Regions from separate parts of the Mus musculus genome. Here region 1 is linked to region 2. Evidence: chromatin contacts called from public promoter capture Hi-C data. All regions are on one chromosome and are shown on one strand. The core of a region is the stretch at or near the end of the contact, and the rest is flanking DNA. Distances in the headings are between cores, read along the strand shown. Region 1 overlaps Colq (collagen-like tail subunit (single strand of homotrimer) of asymmetric acetylcholinesterase). Region 2 holds the start of Capn7 (calpain 7).

Region 1 (4,489 bases), core at 1,819-4,318, 200 kb after region 2:
GGGATCTAACAGAGCAGGACATTCCATGACAACCTCACTGTGTGGTTGTAGAAGAACCACAACCACAGTAGAATACAGTAGAAGAAAGGCATTGTGGAATTCTAAAATCTCTATTTATTAAGAGAAAAAATGTAATTACAGTTGTGATTCCTTTTGTATAGCTGAAGATTGACCTAGTAATGTCATCTTTATACAGGTGAGGTGCTTTAAAAGGCCTTACATTGAGCCAACAAGGGAATAAAATAAAGGATTTAGCTAATCAAATTAAATGGATAAAACAAGGTAGAAACATACATATTTCATCTTCAGCGATTGACTCTTAATTTCTTTTTAACAATTCCTTCCAATATACCCTATATACCCAAAGCAAATACACACTCTTTTACCACACTGTGTAAGACAGAAAAATCTATAATGCTTTCTGGGTTTAAGATAATGTTTGGAGGGGCTGGTGAGATGGCTCAGCGGGTAAGAGCACTGACTACTCTTCTGAATGGTCCTGAGTTCAAATCCCAGCAACCATATGGTGGCTCACAACCACCCGTAATGAGATCTGACGCCCTCTTCTGGTGCATCTGAAGTCAGCTACAGTGTACTTATGTATAATCATAAATAAATCTTTGGGCCTGAGCGAGCAGGGGCCAACTGGATCGAGCAGAGATCCTAAAAATTCAATTCCTAACAACCACATGAAGGCTCATAACCATCTGTATAGCTACAGTGTACTCACATACATAAAATAAATATATGGTTTTTTAAAGTGAAAAAGATTGTAGTTGATGAAATAGGTACCCTTTTCACTGAAAATATAAATGACATCACCAATGTAATTTACCCTCTCTTGACTTCCATTGTGTGTTTTCCAGAATGTTAAAACAAAGTTCAGTTAGCCAAATCATAGACAAATTAGGAACATATATGCAAAGGAGACTCTGGCGGTTTCTAGCAAGAAATACAATGTAGAACTCTGTTGGCATCTCCTTGTGGCTTTCCTGGGAGACAGAGTTGGGAGTGCTACTGTGTAGATCAAGTGAAGTTGCATAAGTCTTACCTGCAGATGGTGGGCCTGGGGGCCCTGGAGGACCTTGACGGCCAGGTTGACCAGAAGGCCCAGGCTTGCCTGGTGGGCCCATAATTCCACTGTCTCCCTTCTGACCCTAACAGAGAGAAAGATAGAACCCATTGTGATATCATGACATAACAAAGTTCTTCCTCCACATTGCCTCTAAGTCAGAGACCACCTTGCTTAGAAAAGCAAAAGCTTTCATGGTGGTCTCCAGCACCCTGCTCCTGCGACAAACAGAGCAAGCAACATTTGCAAGTTTGATGACCTCACTAAGTTCATTATCTGCATGAGTTAGGGAGTGGAGTTTCAGACCAGGATCTGCGCAGTGCCTAATGTTCAGGTGGCCAAGTTGGACCTATCATTTAAGCGTTTACCTACATGTTATTTTCATTCTATCAGAAGAGTTGTTTCTACCCACAGACTTCCTGTTACTATCTTGGTAGAGACCCCACTCTTTACTGAGTGCAAGAAGCTGGTCATGGCCTGAGTCAGAGGGTTTGTTGTTGGTGGTGATTTTTTTTTTTTTTTTTTGTCAAAAACACCATGATTCTTAACCCAAAATCCTCTCTCTTCAAACTCTAAGCTCTTCCTTATGCCCCTCTACCTTTAGTTTTAAGTTCTGTTGTCTCAGCTGCAAAATCTCCCCAGGCAACACTGATGTCTCCCACCAAGTTCTCTTAAAGCTTTCTTCTTCAAGCTGAGTGGTGAGGTGCATGCCTGTCATTACCACACTCAACAGGCTAAGGGCAGAGGAATGGCTACAGTTTAAAGGCAGCCTGAGATATACATGAGTTCTAATTATAAGCCACCCAGAGCTACAGTGTGAAACTCAGTCTCAGAACACACACACACACACACACACACACACAGAGAGAGAGAGAGAGAGAGAGAGAGAGACAAACATACACACAGGCATGAGCATACCCATGCACACATGCATGCATGCATGCACACATGGACATGCACAGGCATACACACACACACACACACACACACACACACACACCATGCATGGTTCTTCTAGCATTTATTTCAGATCACTGGTCATAAGTTATTGTGTGATCATTTCATCTGTCTCCCCAGGAGACATAAATTCCATGTAGGCTAGAATCTACCATGTTCATCTTCTCTCCCCAGACCAAAGGAAGGGGGAGAATGAAGTTGGCAGTGAATGTGGAGGGATTTTTGACAATCTGTCAGTCAAGATATTCTCCCTTGACTGTGAGGCCCTGGGTAACTCATGGTATTGCTTTGTGCCTTGGTTTTAGCTTCTCTAAAGCGGGGCCAGGAAATAGGCACCCACCTAGGTTCTAAGAGGTTAACAAAGATGGCAGAAGTGAAGATACGGCTTGTGAAGAATGAAGGGTGATGGGGAAACAAGCCCTAGTGGCTGGCCAGGCTTCATCTTCTCTCATGGGAGAAGGAACTCTGATTTCCTACAGCCCTTTGGAGATCCTAGTATGGAAGCACAACTACCTCCGTACTCCTGGCCAAACAATCGCCCTCTATTGGAGAAGTCATCTTCCTTATCCAATCGTGCAGCTTTGGAAGAAACTCGTGGACCAGTGAGTTCCCTCCTCAACAGCCAGACCAGTTAAACCAACCATAACGATCAACTGGATGACAGATGTCCCAGCCAAATGTCCCTCACACCCAAGACGTCCTGATTTCTTAAAGAGAGTCACACCTGTAGCTATTCTGTTTCCAATCTCCACACTGATTCAGTGAGATGCTGTCCTGCCAACGTGGCCTCTAAAGATTTTCCTATACTCGTCCCAGGGGACCCATGAGGTTGGTTTGTTTCCAATCCCACCCTCACGGAGGAGGCTGTTAATCCGCAGGCCAGGGTGAAGTATTCCGAATGGTAACCAAGATGGGTCCCAGAATGGCAAAGGAAGTCACACCAGCTTAATATAGCCAGTCAGGCTTGTTTTTCTAACAGCTAGGCCAGCTGGCTCTGAGCTCAGGAAGTACACAGCTTGAAGGAACTGGAAACACTCCTTGACTCTGACACCAGCGGCCAGCAGAGGAATCTTCTGCTTCATTGGTCACTGTGTGGAAAGTGCCATGTCTTTATGGGAGGTTTCCCTGAGCCGAGGAGGTTTCTCTTGAGGAAGTGGTTCTGTATCCTTAACAGGAGATTTTTTTTTTCCTTTTTTGTGATGCTGGAACTCAGGGTAAAAACTCTACCACTGAGCTAAATCCCCACGCCATGATGGTTTTTTCAAGTCAACAGCAGCTTTCATGGGGACAAGTCTGGTGTGAACTGAAGTTTGGGGATCCTCACTTTGGCCTTGGGGAAACAGCCAACAGAGTGGAAAAAGCATGTCCTCCCTACGGTCGGGGGTGGGGATGGGGCTCCACACAACCTATTGCTTTCTTGTCTATTAGAATATGATGCAGAATAGTATTTTTAGAAGACGTTTAAAAATTCATTAATTTCTACAATAAGCTGTACACATCATGATTTTAAGTTGTAAGGAAAAAAAAAACTACATATTGGACATAAAAGAAAAGAAATAGTTCTGAACTACATGCAACCCCAGCATGGTTGAGGGCAGAGTTTGAAGCCATCTTGGGCTACGTGAGACACTGCCTCAAAGCAACGAGAACATAATAAATGGATAAACAGATCTTAAAATGAAAGAAGAAAGAATTATGGAAGGCTATAATACCCAGATCAGGTCATAACCAACAACAGGATGGAGATAAAAAGCCAATGAGATGGGTAGAGTTGAAATATTCTCATTACAAAGAAATTGTAAAAATCGGAAGTGATAAGTATGTCTAATAACTGAATTTGGTCACTCTACAGTGTAGGTATGTACATAATTATATCACTGTCTACCCCATAAAATATGGTAACAATTAAAAATAAGAAATGTTTTATATAGGTGCTCAAAATAACATTTTTCTTCTAACATACTCAGAATCATTAAATTAAAAAGTATACATATTACAAGTACGCATATCACAAATGTAAGTATCAATTTTCAGCAACTAAGATTATTTACATAAGCTGGCTTGTATCTGAGTGTGCAAGCAGAGGTCAAAGGTTCCACACCTTATTTTAAGGCAGGGTCTCTCACTGAACCCACAGCTCGTGGGATTGTGGGATTGGCCAGAGTGGTTGGGGCTCTACTTCCCTGGTGCTTGGCTTATAGGAGCGAGCTGCCACGCTGGCCCTCTCACATGAACGCTGGGACCAAGCTCAGCTCTCGTGCTTACACGGAAAGAACTTTACCCAACTCATTGCCCCAGCCCCTAAATAAAGCTGGATTTCAATATCTATTTGGAAAAAAAAAAAAAAAGAAGAAGAAGAAAAAGGCAGTTGGGCAGTGGTAATACATGCATTTGGGAGTCAGAGGCAGGCAGATTGCTGAGGGCAAGACCAGCCTGGTCTATAGAGTATGTTCCAGGATA
Region 2 (4,634 bases), core at 1,236-3,735:
GTATTTATAGAATGAAGTAATAAATTATTATTACTTAGCTGGGAACTTTAAAAGAAGAAGTAATGATATGACTAATAAACCATATTTATGAAGTCCTACCTATAATGACTTTTATATTTAAAAACCAACTTTACCAGGGTGAAATTTATAAGTAATAAACTGTAAGATTTTAAGTGTATAATTGAAAATTTTATATACTCATGTAACACCAACACTTTGAAAACTCAGTGATTCTTCCAAACAATTCTAGGCAAGCACTGACATACTCTTTCATTACCTATTCATTTTGTTTTCCCGTGAGTTTTAGAAATATAGGGTCAAAGAACGTACTCCTTTGTCCTTGCTTTCTTTGTTCAGAATAATATTTTTGAGATTCATCATGTTGTCAGTCATGAATCCCATCTTTGTTGTTGAGACATATTTCATTGTATAGATCTATCACGATTTGTTTATCCATGTACCTGTTTGTGAACGTTTTAATTATTTCTAGTTTGTAGTTAGCAAGAATAAAGCTTCATACACTTCTTGGCTTGATTTAACCTTTCAAAGATATATTTGAAGGCATCATCTTACACACCATGGGTATGTATACTTATTAATTACAAAATAAATTTCAATATAAAGCTGCTATGAGCATTCATGGCCTTTTGGTGGAAAAGCACTTTTTAAAAATTTTTTATGTTGAGATTTATATATGTGTATGAACATTTTGCTCCACTGTAGTCTGGTGTGTGACTGGTGTATGTTCTTGGAGATTAGAAGAGGCCATTGAAATTGGAAGTTCAGAGGTTGTGAGCCATTAGGTGGGTGTTGGGAATCCCTCCCCAATCCTGTGCAAGAATACATGCTCTTAACCACTGAGCCATCATTTAAACCTAGGGGAAAAATACTTAGCCGTAAAAGTACTTCCTGCCTTTTAGTTAGATTCATGAACATACTTTTGGAGCTTCATGAAACTTGGGAAATTTGGCAGGTAAGGACCCAGCATGTGTGAGTATAAGCAAATACTTTTCAATTGGTGAACAAACAAACAAATGTGTAACTACCCATCTGCAAGATCATTTGTCTGTCTCATGATTCATTTGTGAGGGGCCATCCAAGACTAAACACTAAGAGCTTCTCTAGGGGATGGTGACATGGAACAAAAGCCCCTTCAGGGGATTGGTATGAAGAAAATCTTATTGCTAAGGCTTGAGATTGTAAGAATGGAGGAAGGGGACGACAGACATTCATAGCTGGCACAAGCAAGGTGGAGGGTCGAGACACACATGATGCTCAGGGATGCTGACCACAGCCTCTTTAGCTGTACACTGACCAGTTTCAGTAGTAACATCCACCCCATTGTGACCTTGATAATGAATATCCTGAACCACCAGCATGAGCATCACTAAGGAGTCTTTCTTGAGCTTGAAGACAGCTGATACCACTCTAGACTGGATCACAATCAATTCAACTCCTTTTCTCTCTCTCCCTGAGACAGGTTTTCTCTGTGTGGCCACACTACTATCCTGTAATGAGCTCTGAAGACCAGGCTGGCCAAGCACTCAGAGATTTGCTTCTTCTGCCTCTGGAGTGGTGGGATTAAAAGCGAGCACCACAGCCAGGCTCACAATCAACTCTTAGCAATATCTCCAGCTGATTTGTGTTCATGTTTGCACGGAGAGTGCTCCACTACAACAGACATATGCCTCCTGGGGTCGTTCAGGGTTTTTGCTGTGTAGATCATGCTGGCCCAGTCCTCTTACCACAGCCTCCAGACTGCTGGCTTACAGGAATGTGTCACCATATGCTGCGTTAATGTTTCTTATGTGTGGGATCATACAGTGTATAATTTTGTCAAGACTTGCTACTTTGACACAGCATGGATTTTGAATCTCATCCAAGTTCTGGCACTTGCCATTAGTTAATTTTCATCACTGCTGAATTCAAACTTTTAAGGGGATAAAAGAAAGCAACCACACTACCATTTACTATGTAATTACAACCTTCAACTTGCCCTAAGATACAAGTCAAAAATACATCATCTGGTTTGTAGACAATTCAAACAATACACTTCGGTGTGCCTTGGGGAGCCGTAGAAGGTCATACTTTAGTTTGTCAAATGAACATTACCAGAGCATCTCAAAAGCACCTCCTAGCCTCATTTCATATCTTTATTTCTAATTAAACCAGTTGGCAATACGAGGTGCTACTGATTGTTTCTTTCCGCCTACCCTTCTCACTTAGCGGACCAAGGGCTCCATAACGCGCATGCTCCTTTCAAGCCATCCCCTGATTCTCTCCAACAACCTCCTGGGCACTGGCACCTTCTTTCTAGCAGGCGGAAGCGGAGCCCTCAGCTTCGCCCTGGCACCTGCTTCCTCTTGTCCAATCCCACTGGACATTGTTCTGGCCCCGCCCACCTACGATCGCCTTGAGCCCCGCCTGCTTCGGCGGGAGCGCTCCCCCTCCCGGCCGGGGTCGACTGCGCCTGCGCAATGCGGCTGATGGGCGGAGCAAGGACGCGAGGGGTGGGGGCGGCCGCGAGGGCTCCGAGCCCGGGCTGCTCGGAGCTCGCAGTCCTCCGGGCGGGTCTGAGGTAGTGGGGCTCCGTCATCTCTTCCGCCGCCCTCGAAAGTAAACTTTGCCACTCCACCCGCGGGGTCCCCAGTTCTCGCCGCAGTGCCTCCGGGCGTCGGGGTTCCGCGTCAGGGCCTGTCTGCCTCCCCCGGCGTGGGGCCTTGGGCGCCATGGACGCGTCGGCGCTGGAGCGGGACGCCGTGCAGTTCGCGCGGCTGGCAGTGCAGCGCGACCACGAAGGCCGCTACTCTGAGGCGGTGTTTTACTACAAGGTGAGGACAAGCACTCGGCTCCGGCCGCGTCACCCGATCGAGTGTTGGCGGAACCCAAGGCGGAGGGGCGGGGTCCTGCTGGGGCTGTCCGGCTTGTCAGGCCGCAGATGCCCGCCGCTTTGCTGCTTGTGGCGGCCGAGGTGGGATGGGGAGTGAACACCCTGTTCGCTGTCTGTTGGCCTTGATGCAACCCTTGATGTGAGGCCAACCTTGGGTAATCCGTCAGAATATGCTAATAGTGCACGTTCCAGGTAGAAAGAAAAAGTAAATTAGGAAAAAAATTCATCGTACTCTAGCATTCGATGTATGTCTCCATGATTGTTTTTCTGAGTGTATGTGTGTATACACGCCTTCTTACCCCCAAACTTGAATCATATCGTTTGTACTATTTTGACATCTCACTTCTGCATTGTACCTAGATAACCTTTGGTTGCTTGCATGTGCTACGTTTACAGCATGTTCTGTATTTGGTTGTGGCTTTCCAGCATTGAAGTAGTGCAGTTAAAATCCTTAGAGCTTTTTTTTAAAAAAAATGTGATACTTGTTTTGGATGATGGGGAGCACAGTTGCTTGTCAAAGGGTATGCACTTCCGCAGTTCATCCTGTGTTCTCCAGTCCTGAAGGTTTGCAAACACACCCCTCCAGTTGTATCGTCATGATATGGGCATCTTTTCCTTGATTATACGGAAGTAGTAAAAATTTCCCCCTTATGCTTACGTGTTATCAGTAAAGCGTGGTTTGCTTTCTGCTAATATTTTACTATTTTTATTTTAAAACCTACCTTATATTTAGACACTTTTGTTTTAGGATCATTCGTTTTAAGTTTCTTAATTTTGATTTTACAATCCTACCTCCCTACCACACCCGAGTGTGTGTGTATGTGTGTGTGTGTATCTGTCTGTGTTGTGTCTGTGTCGGTGTCTCCCTGCCCTGTCGCCCTCGTTCTCGGGGTTCTTGCTATATAGTGGAAGCTATTTTTAAATTTGTCTTCCCCTTACCTTAGCCTTCCCATTGCTGAGATTTACAGGAATGTGCCACCATGCCTGACTACCAGGTGATAGTTCTTTAAAAGAAAATTCTGCTGTAGTTTTGTGAAACAACTTCAGCAAATTCTAAGTCAGCAAACTACTACCATATAGCCTAGTGTGGTGGCACCTACTAATTTGCTTTTAAACCCTCCCACCCCCAGTACAGTGAGGTAAGAGGATCACTGAATTCAACCTGGCTTAGGCTACATTGTAAGACTTTCTCAATGTAAATAGCCTTTTCTAAAACTAAAGATACTATGTAACTTTTTTTTTTTCCTTTTAGAAGTTGTCATTTAGGAATTAAAATTCATCCTTTAGAAAGTTAAAAAAGAAAGTGAGGAGGGCTACGATCTTCATCACTGTGTAAAACCAGGAGTCAGAAGGACCAGCCAGCTTAGGACATATGAGGCCCTGTTAGGAGGAGAGAGAGACAGAATGAGAGTGGGGTGGGGTGGGGTGGGGGGGCGATCAAGCAAGCGCACTAGAGCAAGAGCTATTTACCTACTGTAATCCTAGCACTTTCGAGGTAGAGGCAGGTGGATCTCCATAAATTTAAGGCTAGCTTGGTCTACTTTTCAGTTTCCAAGCCAGCCAGGGTTACATACTGAAACCCTGTCTTTATTTTTTGCCCCTTATTCTATTTTCACTTTTGAATATGAAATGAGTAAAATAAAGTTGGTAACAATTTGACTTTTTAAACAATCGAGGTGGGGGGCTAGAGAGATGGTTCAGTGGTTAAGAGAACTAGCTGCTCTTCCACAGGCCCTGAGTTCAA

Evidence for each region. Promoter capture Hi-C pulls out the DNA fragments that hold promoters and counts their contacts.
Region 1: a promoter capture Hi-C map of pre-B cells shows a contact between it and region 2, with 2.2 times the contacts expected there. The contact joins the enhancer-like site here to the promoter of Capn7 in region 2. A contact is called at or near these places in 7 of 39 promoter capture datasets (the 3T3-L1 cell line, the C10 cell line, liver and 2 more) and 1 of 9 other capture datasets (liver).

The regions. Positions count from the first base shown.
Region 1 is chr14:31,534,538-31,539,026 of GRCm38.p6, forward strand. It overlaps Colq (collagen-like tail subunit (single strand of homotrimer) of asymmetric acetylcholinesterase), which reads right to left. Exons shown (of 17, transcript NM_009937.2): 12 at 1,052-1,157. Among named protein-coding and RNA genes, the nearest start is that of Colq, 41 kb to the right of the region's middle. Within about 2 kb of position 3,069, at least 24 of the 459 cell types and tissues checked have an H3K27ac peak or open chromatin away from gene starts, as enhancers often do. A contact at or near this core is called in pre-B cells, where this site is marked.
Region 2 is chr14:31,334,153-31,338,786 of GRCm38.p6, forward strand. Capn7 (calpain 7) reads left to right here and starts at 2,486. Exons shown (of 21, transcript NM_009796.3): 1 at 2,486-2,831. The coding sequence starts at 2,730.